2 separate regions of the Arachis hypogaea genome follow, and region 1 is linked to region 2. Evidence: chromatin contacts called from public Hi-C data. All regions are on one chromosome and are shown on one strand. Each heading gives the region's core, a stretch centred on a gene start, on an enhancer-like site or on the middle of the called end of the contact. The rest is flanking DNA. Distances are from core to core; before and after follow the strand shown.

The links. A called contact is a pair of places that touch in the nucleus more often than the background predicts.
Region 1: a contact with region 2 is called in a Hi-C map of leaf, with 3 times the contacts expected there. The contact joins the promoter of LOC112782984 here to the promoter of LOC112785268 in region 2. A contact is called at or near these places in 2 of 8 Hi-C or Micro-C datasets (leaf and an unstated tissue).

The regions. Positions count from the first base shown.
Region 1 is chr20:50,250,713-50,256,445 of arahy.Tifrunner.gnm2.J5K5, forward strand. It overlaps LOC112782984 (AP-4 complex subunit mu-like), which reads left to right and starts at 4,280. Exons shown (of 14, transcript XM_072231459.1): 1 at 4,280-4,466; 2 at 4,734-4,814; 3 at 4,922-5,163; 4 at 5,564-5,733.
Region 2 is chr20:50,101,923-50,107,946 of arahy.Tifrunner.gnm2.J5K5, forward strand. LOC112785268 (abscisic acid 8'-hydroxylase 4) reads right to left here and starts at 4,630. Exons shown (of 9, transcript XM_025828726.2): 1 at 4,189-4,630; 2 at 3,768-4,092; 3 at 3,336-3,485; 4 at 2,805-3,053; 5 at 2,542-2,631; 6 at 1,491-1,569; 7 at 991-1,097; 8 at 702-820; 9 at 122-561. The coding sequence starts at 4,421. The coding sequence ends at 468.

The DNA.
Region 1 (5,733 bases), core at 3,030-5,529, 150 kb after region 2:
CAACAAATTCAACAACCAAATCAACACACAACAACAATAAAATCAGAAAATAACAAATCAAAATCAGAATTAAAAGAAAAAGTAGAAGCAGTCACAGAAGCATAAGCAAAAACTCAAGCAGAAGCTCAAGCAGAAACAGAAAGCAGAGGCCAAAGCAAGGAGCACAAGCCGAAGCAAGAAGAAGAAGCAGATGCAGAAGGCAAAGCAGAAGAAGAAGCAGAAGAAGAAGAAGAAGAAGAAGAAGCAAATGCAGAAGCCGAAGCAGAACCATCGGCGCTTCCCTGATGGCAGCTCGTGGGCGAATCGGCGGCGACGACTCAGCAGCGTGGTCTCCCGATGACAACGCGACGGCAGCGGCAAGCCCTAGCAGCGCCGACACATCTCCTTTCCCTCTTCTCTTCTCCCCCGTCACAGTCCCTCTCTCCTTTCTTCTTTCTTTTGGCGACGGCGACGGCAGCTCCAAGCTCCGCCAACGCCGTCCCCCTTTCCCTTTCCCCTTTCCCTTCCCCTTCTCCTTTCCCTTCCCCCTTTTCCTTTTCCCTTTCCCCTTTCCCTCCCTTACCCCTTCGTGTATCCTTTTCCTCCCCCCGAAATTCTTTTCTTTTATTTTTTTAAATTTTATAATTTTTTTATTAAAGTATGGATAGTTTAGGAATAAAATTAAAAATTTTATTAAAAAGGACGATTTTAATACGAAAAAAAAATGTTAAGGATGATTCTAAATCAAAAATTACGTTGGGGCAATTTCGATTCTGACCCTTAACGTTAGGGACCAAAACAATACTTATCCCTAAAAAAATGAGAAAACAGATAATTAATTCTACGACCGCCACATTTATTCTTCAATGATGTTTATTTTTAAAATAAATAATTATTTGTAGTTTTTAGTGGTGTTCTTCGAATAAGTAATTTGATTTACGGTATAATTTTTTAACTATATTCAAGACACATCTAAAATAATAAATAAATTATTTTTAAAACACATCCAAAAATATATATAATATAATTTTTTTGATAAAATTAAGTAAACACATCTAAAATAACAAATAACAAACTAAATATTTTGTAAACACATCCAAACTTATAAAAAATTATGAAAAGATGGATATATCAAAAATCATGAAAAGATGGATATTATCAAGCGTGAAGATAACAGTTACTATGTTTATTTAGTTATGATAGCCTCAAAATCATTCTATACAAGAATGAAACATTCTCCCTCGAATACAAACAAAAATATAAATTTAAAAAGATAGCATTTTTTACCACAAGAGGCCGGAAAGCGTTATTTATAATTTTTTAGTGGTGTCTTTCGAAAAAAGTGATTTGATTTATGGTATAATTTTTAATTATATTCAAGACATATTCAAAATAATAAATAATAAATAAAATATTTTAAAAACACATATTCAAAAATACATACAATATAAATTTCTTTAGTAAAATTAAGTAAACACATCTAAAATAACAAATAACAAATCAAATATTTTGTAAACACATCTAAAATTATCAAAAATTATAAAAAGATGAATGTAAAGATAGCACTTACTATGTTTATTTAGCTATGATAGCTTCAAAGTCATTCTTATAAGAATAAAGCTTTCTCCCTCAAATACAAACAAAAACATATATTAAAAAGATCGAATCTTTTACTAGAAGAAGTGAAAAAGACGAAGAGCGCGTTATACATCCAAATTCCGGCAGGGGATTGGAGCACGGCGCGACAGAGGAGCACGGCTCGAGGGAGGAAGGCAACGAGGGAAGAGCATGGGGCAGGTGAGGAGCGCAGGTCGGGGAAGGAGCGTGGTAACGGAGGAGGAGTGTGAGGCGCTGCAGATCAAGCTTTTATGAGCTGGTGAAAGGTTTAATGGAATAAAACCTGTATTTTAAGATATTTAAGGGATGTTTTGGGATGTGTTAAGATTTAGAAGATTTAAAATTAAATTGTTGAATTTAAATTTTATTTAAAATTATTTTTAAATTTGTATTTTAAATTAAAAATATTACATTTATTTAAATGTATTTATTTTAATTTTTTAAACTAATGTAATAAAGGACTCTTTAAAAGATAAATTTAAGCTATACCTAATCGTATTGTAATACATTCAGTGGCGGAGCTTAGTTCAGACAAGGGGTAGCCATGCCCCCCCAAACTTTTATTAAAAAAATTAGTAATATTTTTTCAAAAAATAAAAAATAATTCAGTTGGCTCAAATATGTTATTATGACTTAAAATATCAAAGTTCAATCTTCATCTCTTGTTTTTATTACACAATAGTTTTCAGTTTTAAACATTCAAAATATATTGGATTTGGACTAAATTGAGTGTATTCGTATTTCGCAGCTCTCTATTCAATAAGCAACACTCCCTCTACCTTTAAGTTCAAATATAAAAAATTAGGTATTTTTTATTTATGTAATTTAATATTATTTTATATTTTACTGTTTATTTAATTTAATTTTGTATATGATAAAAAAGATTAGAATATTCAATAAGTATTGATATTATTGTATTTGTATAAATTGATAAAAAATTCAATAAATATTATAAATTTTAATATTTGTCCTTCTAATTTATTTTTTACATATTTTACCGGATATATATTCAAATTTTTATATAAAATAATCATAAAAAATCAAAGAGTTGATGATGCATTTTTTAAGAGAAAGGCTAATATTTAAGAAGGAAAATATATAACTTTTACAATATCAACACCTGTAAATAGTTCTTCTACTTTAATGAATCATGAAGAAAGTAAGATACAACCTTTAAAAGTTTAAAGAGTTGCATCTGATGAGTTTGACCTTAATTCTTTGGAACGATACCATTAAAAACGGCTTCAAATTTTACAATATCACCCAAATCAGAGAGATGAAGTTAGACGAGCTTATCTTAAATGGGGTCCATATCAAAAGTATCTTGACAATTATCTTCTATCTGGCCCCCCAAAATTTCGTTTCAAGCTCCGCCACTGAATACATTATTGATATCAAACCGGTACATATTTATTTACCGGTAAATTTTCTGAGAACATAATTCGAACTACACCTATATATAATCCCAATTAAGCATAGCGTTAATGGTAACAGCGTAGTGACTATTTCTATAGCTACGTATATACAAGTACTTGGTAGACCAAGTGGGAATGAAATATATATATGTGCGTCATGCTCCCCACCAAACTAAACCCATTACTATTGCCTAGTGCATGAAAGCCATGCACATTCACATTCTCTTATTACATATGAAACTGGGCCCCTAGCTAGCTGCTAGAGGGATCCAAATAGACAATGCTCACTTTGCACTTCTTCATGGAAACATCTTTATTTTCGTTACGTCCATAAATTCAACATTTAAAATGTGGTTCCATATTACAACCATGCGCAATGAAACTTTTGCAATCAGCATGGTGACCTTATTAGTTTTTTTACTTGAGTTTTTACTTGGGCTATTAGCTATAGCGCTAATAATAATAGTGGTTAGTCAGTTAGGTAGTTAGAGTTTGCTGACTCAACTTGTTTGGTACAATAGATATTTTTTTTGAGTAATGTTTAGGAAATTATTTTTTTTAACTAATATTTTTAAAATTATTTTATTTATCTTAAATTATAAACCTTAAATCATAAATTTTTAATTCTGAATATTAAATTATAAATTTAGATTCTAAAATTAGTTTATGTTATCTGAATAAAAATTAATTTTTATATTTTATATTTTTTATTGTTTTTTTGTTAGGGGTATTCTATCTAACTGACTGTAGAATTGGTTAGCTGAAACTAACTATAGAACAGACTACTCAATTGATATTGGATTCTTGATAACAAGTGGTTGTTCGGCATATTTTTTCATCTTCAGTATTATTTTATTTTGCCATTGTTAAACGAGTTAGTTCTTACTTTCAGTCTTACGTATTACATTTTTTATATCGAAAATAAAAATTTAATATTCTTTCATATTTATTTTAGAAATTAATAGTTATTCTTTAAAAATTAACAATTTTATATATTTTATTATGTGGGTTAACTCGATTATTATTCGTGTGACCCAAGTTAAACGATGCAATTTTATTATATAATTAGAAATATAAAATTATTACGTGACACTACAAGAAAAAAAATTTTTAGCGACAAACTTTTAGCGGCAATAATGTTATTGCCACAATTTCTCTTTTTAAAATTATTATTTAGTGGCAAATATATATTTACCATTAATACTATAAATTACAGTGGCCATTTCAACTATTGCCACTAAAAGAAAGCTAAAATTTAAAAAATAACAAAAAAACAAAAGGAACCTAAACCATGAAACTCAAAAACATGACTCTCTGCCTCGCCACTCTCCTCACACAAAACCACTCTCAGTGCCTTATTCTCAATGAGAAATGAGAACCGCACACCAATCTTCTCATTCTTCTTCTTCTTCTCGATTTCGCTCTCGCTCTCGCTCTCACTCTCCATCATTCCAGGTTCTTCATCACTCAAATTTCTTTCCAGTTTTCATCTCAATCTTAATCGCGCTCTAAATCCTTTTTCTCGGACAAGGTTGTGCTGATTTTGATTGAACTCAATCGCGCTCTAGTAATCAGATATGAGTTAATTCTCTCTCGATTCTGATTTTTGTGCTCCCAATTTGTGTTCTATTGCATCCTTTTCCCATATCTCTTATCAATTTTTCTCCCACATTGGATTCCGCTTTTCTTAGTTCCGATTCCTATCGCATGCACTTATTGCAGGTTGAACTCGTAATTCATTGATTTAGAATCAAAGTTTCGAGTATTTTCTTTGCCCAATGACGTTATCGGTTTCAGATTTTGGTAATTTAATTTTTTTTTGCGATATCATTTTTCCCTTCGATATTTCAAACTTCTTTGAAATTCATAACAGTCTTGGTATCCATCCTGTAATTTCCTCCACCCAGCAGGTCTCACAATAGTCACCGTCGCTCTGGATCTGGTTCCCATAACAAAATACGGGTATCTGATAATGAAAGTTTTGATAGCAATAATGGCTTGACCACAGGGGCTATTATAGGCATTATTATAGGTTCAATATTGGTGGCTGTTATTTTGATACTTGCTCTTTTCTTCTATGTCCGAAAGCAAAAGGGGAAGGAAAAGGTTACAAGAACTTCTAGTGGGAGCCTTCCTCATGGAACTACTAATGGTGAATTCTTTTCTATACCTCTTTGTTTCCAAATATATTTTCTAATCATGTAATTTGCTTTCTTTGTTGAACCTAATCTAATAAAGTATGCTTAAATCTGGCCCAATCTTTGTTCAATATTAATATTTAGAGGCAATGAGGTCGTAGCTATATAGTAGAAGTGATTAGAAGGCCAGCGTGAGGGAATTATGATTTGGAAATTCATATTCACTATTTTTTACATAGGAACAAATTTTCTTTATGCTACAATAGTCATTTGCATTATCATCCTTTTGAAGCTACTATTCCATAAATGGTTTTTTCATTCTAAATTCCAACTATTTTCTTATTCTTTGGAGGTGAAGGATGTTGTATATGTATCCTGAACAGTATAGCTTTTCTTTTTGGTTTGTACTTGCAGTGAATCCTCAGATGCAAGAGCAGAGGGTAAAAAGTGCAGCTTTGATTATGGATCTCAAGCCTCCACCTGTTGAGCACATCGAGTTTATAAAGGCTCGGCACATCGAGTTCATAAGAAAATGTGGTAATAGTTCATAAGAAAATGATGAAGAGTGAGTGAAAGAAATGAAA
Region 2 (6,024 bases), core at 3,380-5,879:
AAAAAGGTGTCTCTATATATAGGTCTTATAGGGTATAGTCTCATTGAATAATGGTATAATCAAGAACACGAGGTAAATATGTTAAAATTACAGAGAATCTAGGACCACTGAGCCATAGAGCTTCAATAAATAAATAAATATTATAAATAAAAAGAAAAGAAAAATAGTTGTAATATCTTTATTATTTGTACTACTACCGGTTACACTTTTCAGATCAATTAATGCACTAAGCTATATATGCCAGCCACCATTCATTCATAAATATTGTGGATACATGCATTAGGTTACATGAACCTCACTATAAAAAGGAGGTTGGTATTTAAATTTTGGGTTAAACAAGAGGAGAGATTAATAAGATGAAGCCATGGAAGTCCTGGTAGCAAGGAATAATAATTTCTAATAATATATATATTATTTGAATAATAACCTCATCAATTTTATCATAATAATAACATATATGCTCTTTTCTAATCGTTTCTCCAAAATCTTGTAGGTAGACCATGAAGAGGGACAGGGAATGGGCTATATTGAACTCCATTCTGATTTTCAACAACTTCCCACCTGCCAGCAGAAATTATTGAATAATGAGCATTATAGTGCATATATATGTAAATAAAACATTAAAAAATGTCGTGTCAAAATTTGGCACCAGAAAATAAAAAAGGAGGCAGAGAGAATTGAAGAAATTAAACAATGTTTACCTAAATTTGGTGACCAAATGGTGAATTAAAATCAGCATGTTCAACTTTGCAAGCTCATTTCCTGGACAAGAGTGAACTCCGTTGCCAAATGGCATGAAAGTGTTGGGTTTTGGAGCCATCTAAGATTCAAACAGGAACCATACGTGTTTTAGAAAATTTCAATTAAAAATGATATAGTAAATTGATATTTTATTATTATTATTATTATTATTATTATTATTATTATTATTATTATTATTATTATTAGGGGAATAAATTATTTTCAAAAAGCATTATTAATAAAACATACCTCAAATCTTGAGGGGTCAAAATTGTGAGGAGCAGGGTGGAATTCTGGATTATGATGGATGTTCCTGAATAGTGGCATTACCTTCCAACCTTTTGGTATGAGATATCCTAATCATACACATCATGGGAAAAAAACAAGAATTTATAAATCACGTAGGAATAGGCAGCTGATTTTAGTATACACATAACATAATTTTAAGAGAAAAGGATAAATAAGTTCCTAACCTTTTGTTCTGCGGATATTTTTGTCCTTGATCATTGAAAAATACTTTTAAGTCCCTGACATTCACAAAACTTTGACGGATCAGTCCCTCCGCCCAAATGCCTCTGTTAGGGACTGATCCGTCCAAATGCCTCCGTCAAGAATTAATCCGTCCAAATTTTGTGAAAGTCAAAGACTTAAAAATATTTTTTAATGGTCAAAGACAAAAATATCTGCGGGATAAAAGATTAAGAACTTATTTATCATTTTCTCTAATTTTAATAGTATAGTATTTTTACCTTTATATTCTACATCAACCACAGCCTCCCTAAATGTAAAAGATATGATGCTTGCCATCCTTAGGCTTTCCAATATCACCTGCAATAATGCGTCAACATCCATAGACATGAGATCCATTCAAGAAGTTGTTTTTCCAATTAAACCAGAACTTAGAACTTTTTAGTTTTTTTGGCACATTAAGGAATGCATGCTTAAAAAAATTGTATGTTTATGTAATATTTTGTTATATGAAAAAGTCTAAAGCTCAGCAACTTTTGTGTTTTCTGACCAGTACTTAATCATCAAAACAAAAGTGAATAATTTTTTATCATTAGATATAATCTTATACCATTAAAAACACTATTAATAACCAATTGATGGTTACAAAATATCAAAATTGCTGCTCCTAGCATTCCTCTTGTTATATTAATTAATAGAACAACTTTAATAGACGTACGAGTTTATTTGGAAATAATAAATCTTAAGAGAAATATTGCAATAAAGACTTTTTTAAACAACCACATTAACAAATTATATCTACAAGTGTTTCCTAAACATTTTTACATAAATTAATCACAAATTAAAAATATTTAAATTAGTAAATAATAAATATATCCCTTTCATTTCACATTAACTGTTTTTTAATTTTGCATAAATATTAAGATAATTATTAATTTTTATTAAAAATATAAATAACTAAAAGAAAAAATAAAAAAAAAATTATATTATTTTCTTTTTTTATTTGATAAATAAAATTAATTAATAATATTTAATTTATAAAAAGCAAAAATAAAAGAGAAATGTTAGGTAACTAATAATTTTTTTGAACAACATAAACAATTATCAATCAAATCAAAACACACTATACTTTCAAATCACCTACTTAAATTTTAATATTAGAATAACCATCCGCATACCTAATAAAATGAATATTAGATATATCTATTATTCACGTTGTTTAATATTTTTATTATCTACTTATACTTTTTCAAAATAAGAAGAGAAAATTAATTTGAAACAGAAGAAATAGTACGTATAGGTTAGTAAAAGCAAAAAGTATTTATGACGTACCCTATGAGTAAATGGCATATTTCTGGTTTGACCCCATGTCAATGGCATCTTCCCTTGTTCAGTTGCTTCATATACCGCCATCTGCTCTGCCTACAATTCATACAGTGTAATCCCATTATATTATACTGTTGACTCATCAATAAATAAATAAATAAATAATTTCAACGGTTTAATTTATTATGGCCTACATAGATTTGGAAAATCTTTCCATGGGGACAAAAAGCAAAACATGAAAAATTAAACTTGATGAACTAATAACTTACTTTGATTGCTTCAAGAAGTTTCTGGTCATCATGAAGATATTTGAGAATCCATGTTAGAACACTTGCTGTTGTGTCCTGAGCCGCAAACAGAACCCCAATAACGTTATCTGCTATTTGTTCATCCGTTAATGTTTTCCCCTTTTCATCTCTGTAGTTCAACATGTGACCCAATAGATCCTTCTCCATCAATCTTTGCTCCTTCCTCTTGCTAATTATTTCACTTATTATCTCCCTGATCCTCTTCCTAGCCTTTAACATATTTAAACAAAAAAGAGAAAACATTAAATACGTGAAGAATGGAACATTTTACTTGTTTTTATTTCTTTTTAATTTTTCAATTGTAATAAGTTCTACTGTAAGTGTTAACTGCTTTTTTTTTCTTAAAAACCCAACCATATTACATAAACATGGAAAATACAGGTTGTATACTGTCAAATTAAAAATGTTAAAAGAAAAAGATGAGTAGGTTTCAATTGTAATAAGACTTTTGATTATTTTTCTTTAAAAGAAAATAATGTAGAAAAAGCTTACCAAGAGTGCTTTGGAGTATGAAGTTCCACGAATCATTGTTTGGAAAGAATTGTAGCCTTTCTCAACTATGCTGTAGTTCTCTTTAAGCTGATCTCTATAATTTCCTTCCAAGTTACCAAACACTGAGAGGATCCCAATGTTGAAAGAGAACTGTCAACAAGTGAGTTAGAAAAATCAATAATATAGATCATGACCTTACAATAATAATGGAGGACCCATATATTTATGAGGAACGAATCAACAAATAATAACAAAATCCAAATCCAAATCTAACGCAATGCAATAAAATTAAATCATCAAAAGAGACAATATTAATGGATACCTTAATTTTATTTTTATTATTATCGCATTCATCACATCAAAAATATACTGTTGTTAAGAGAAGATGTACATGAATGATTATATTTTTAGAAAGTAAGTAATGAAAGGAACCTTTTTCATTTCTTGGAAGGCGTTGACGACGTCTCCGGCGGAGACCCAGGATTCCAAGGAGGAAACAACCTCGGTCTCGATGTCCGGGATGAGTCGGCGGATGGTGTCGGGGGATAGGGAGTTCTGGACAAGCTTCCTTATAAGGGTATGGTAGTGGCCTTGGTGGAAGAACAATGCAGAAGGACCTATGAGCTTCTCTTTGCTTTTTGGGTATGTTGGCTTGAACAAGTGCGCGTGTGTCACCAACACAAACCGCGCACCCTCGGGACTCGCCAGCATCACGCATGGACAACCTAGTATGTGTGTCTTAAAAATCTCCCCATATCTGCACACCATACGAACAATAAATAGGTTAGTAATAATATCAATAAACTTATTTATTTATGTCTAACAGAACCTATTCTTTGATAGTTTTAAGAACCTTTTCTGTTTGGACGCGAAGAAGATGTTAGGGTCCTGCGAATAAAGCTGAAGAGTCTCTCCAACGTAAGGCCAACCCATTGAACCAGGTGGAAGCTTAGGCTTATTAGCTACGTTTTCGACTTTGTCTCGTTTCTTTGTTAGAAGATTTGAGAAGAAGAATAAGAACAAGAGGAGGAAGCACATCCATGATAGTAATAATAATAAGGTAGATATAGAAGCACTAATCTCCATACAATATTATTATAGCGCCTTAGCTAGCTTTTTCTTCTTTAATTGGTGATGATAACAAAGGATTATTCAAGTTCCCGCAGTAGTTTGCGGGTGAAGAGAACGAGGAAATTATTAAATGGAAGAATAGGGTAGCTTGCGGTGTTGTGTTCTCTTTGTTCAAAGTTAATGAAGGATACGTTGGAGTTAGATGGTATATATAGAGGCAACAAGTACGCACGGTTGGGAGGCATGGGTCTTTATCTACATACTAATCAAATTTCAAATTAATAATGATTATCTTTTTTAGTTAGATTTTAGTTAAAATGAGATTTCAAGGTACATATTATTGTGAGTAAAATACTGTGTATCTAATTCATAAAAAAAGTCATTCAAATATATATTACTTTTGGAAACATAAAAAATAATTAAAAAGTCGATTTTGATTTATTTTAAGAAGTTATTAAGAGAATAATTAGAGAATGAATTAAAATTCTTTATTATTATTATTATTATCATTATTATTATTATTATTGTAATTTTTATTTTCAATAAATACACTGAAGATTTAAAATTTATTTTTTTTAAAAAAAATTTTAATAGATAAGTCTATTTAATATGAACGCTAGAAGCAAATTCTAGTTTAACAATTTGAGTTATTATAAAAATTGTTCACGTTTAACCCAAAATGTTTGAGCGCTACTATGTATAGTATATATACACTACTACTGTATGGATAACTGCGGCCAAATAGTCAAATGGATCGGACAAATAAAGCATTTCTGATGGATCTCAATTCTCATGGATAAATGTTACAAAAAGAATGATGAGGTGTGACGTGAAGAAGGAGCCCTTATATAATCTGTGTGGTCAAGGTTTCGATTTTAAGTATCTAAGATGGGAATGGTTTGTAATTGTTTTTGAGCTTTTTTTTATTTTGATTTTTTTTATGGAATAAGAAGATGTATTATTATTATTATTATTGTTATTATTATTATTATTATTATTATTATTAATTTAGTGATGATTAATATTATAGTTTTAGGTTAAAAGCTTACAAGTGTTGCTGATGTATGTATTTATTATGCAGAAAATTAATATGTTTAATAACAAGTTTAAATGACCATAGACTGCACTCATCCTCATTGCTGATCTATGTCAAATGTATCTAACATTCTAACTAAATATTCTCTTCTTTCTTCTTTCTTCTAATTGTAACTTACGTGACTAACCCTAAATTAAAAAAAAAAAAATTTCACAAGTAAAACAGAAATGTTTAAAATAGAGTTCAAGCATTAAAAAAAAAAAAAAATTATAAAGTATTGACATTGAAAAGAAAAAAGAGAAAAAAAAGTCAAAAGTTAAAACTAAAAGAAAAATAAAATCAAAGGTTAGATCAGAAGAAAAATCAGCGTAGCAATAATTTTATTTTTGTGTTATCATTCTAGTTTATTGAAATTGTCCTTTTCATACATGTACCATTCGGGTAAGAAGAAGAAAGTGAAAGTTTTGTATCTTTGTTGAAAATCAAAAGTCACAATTAAAACTTGAAGCTAAAGAATGGATCAATGTTTTTAGATTTTTGAAGTCAAAGAAAAAGGAAGAAAGAGAAATAGCTAGATAAGAA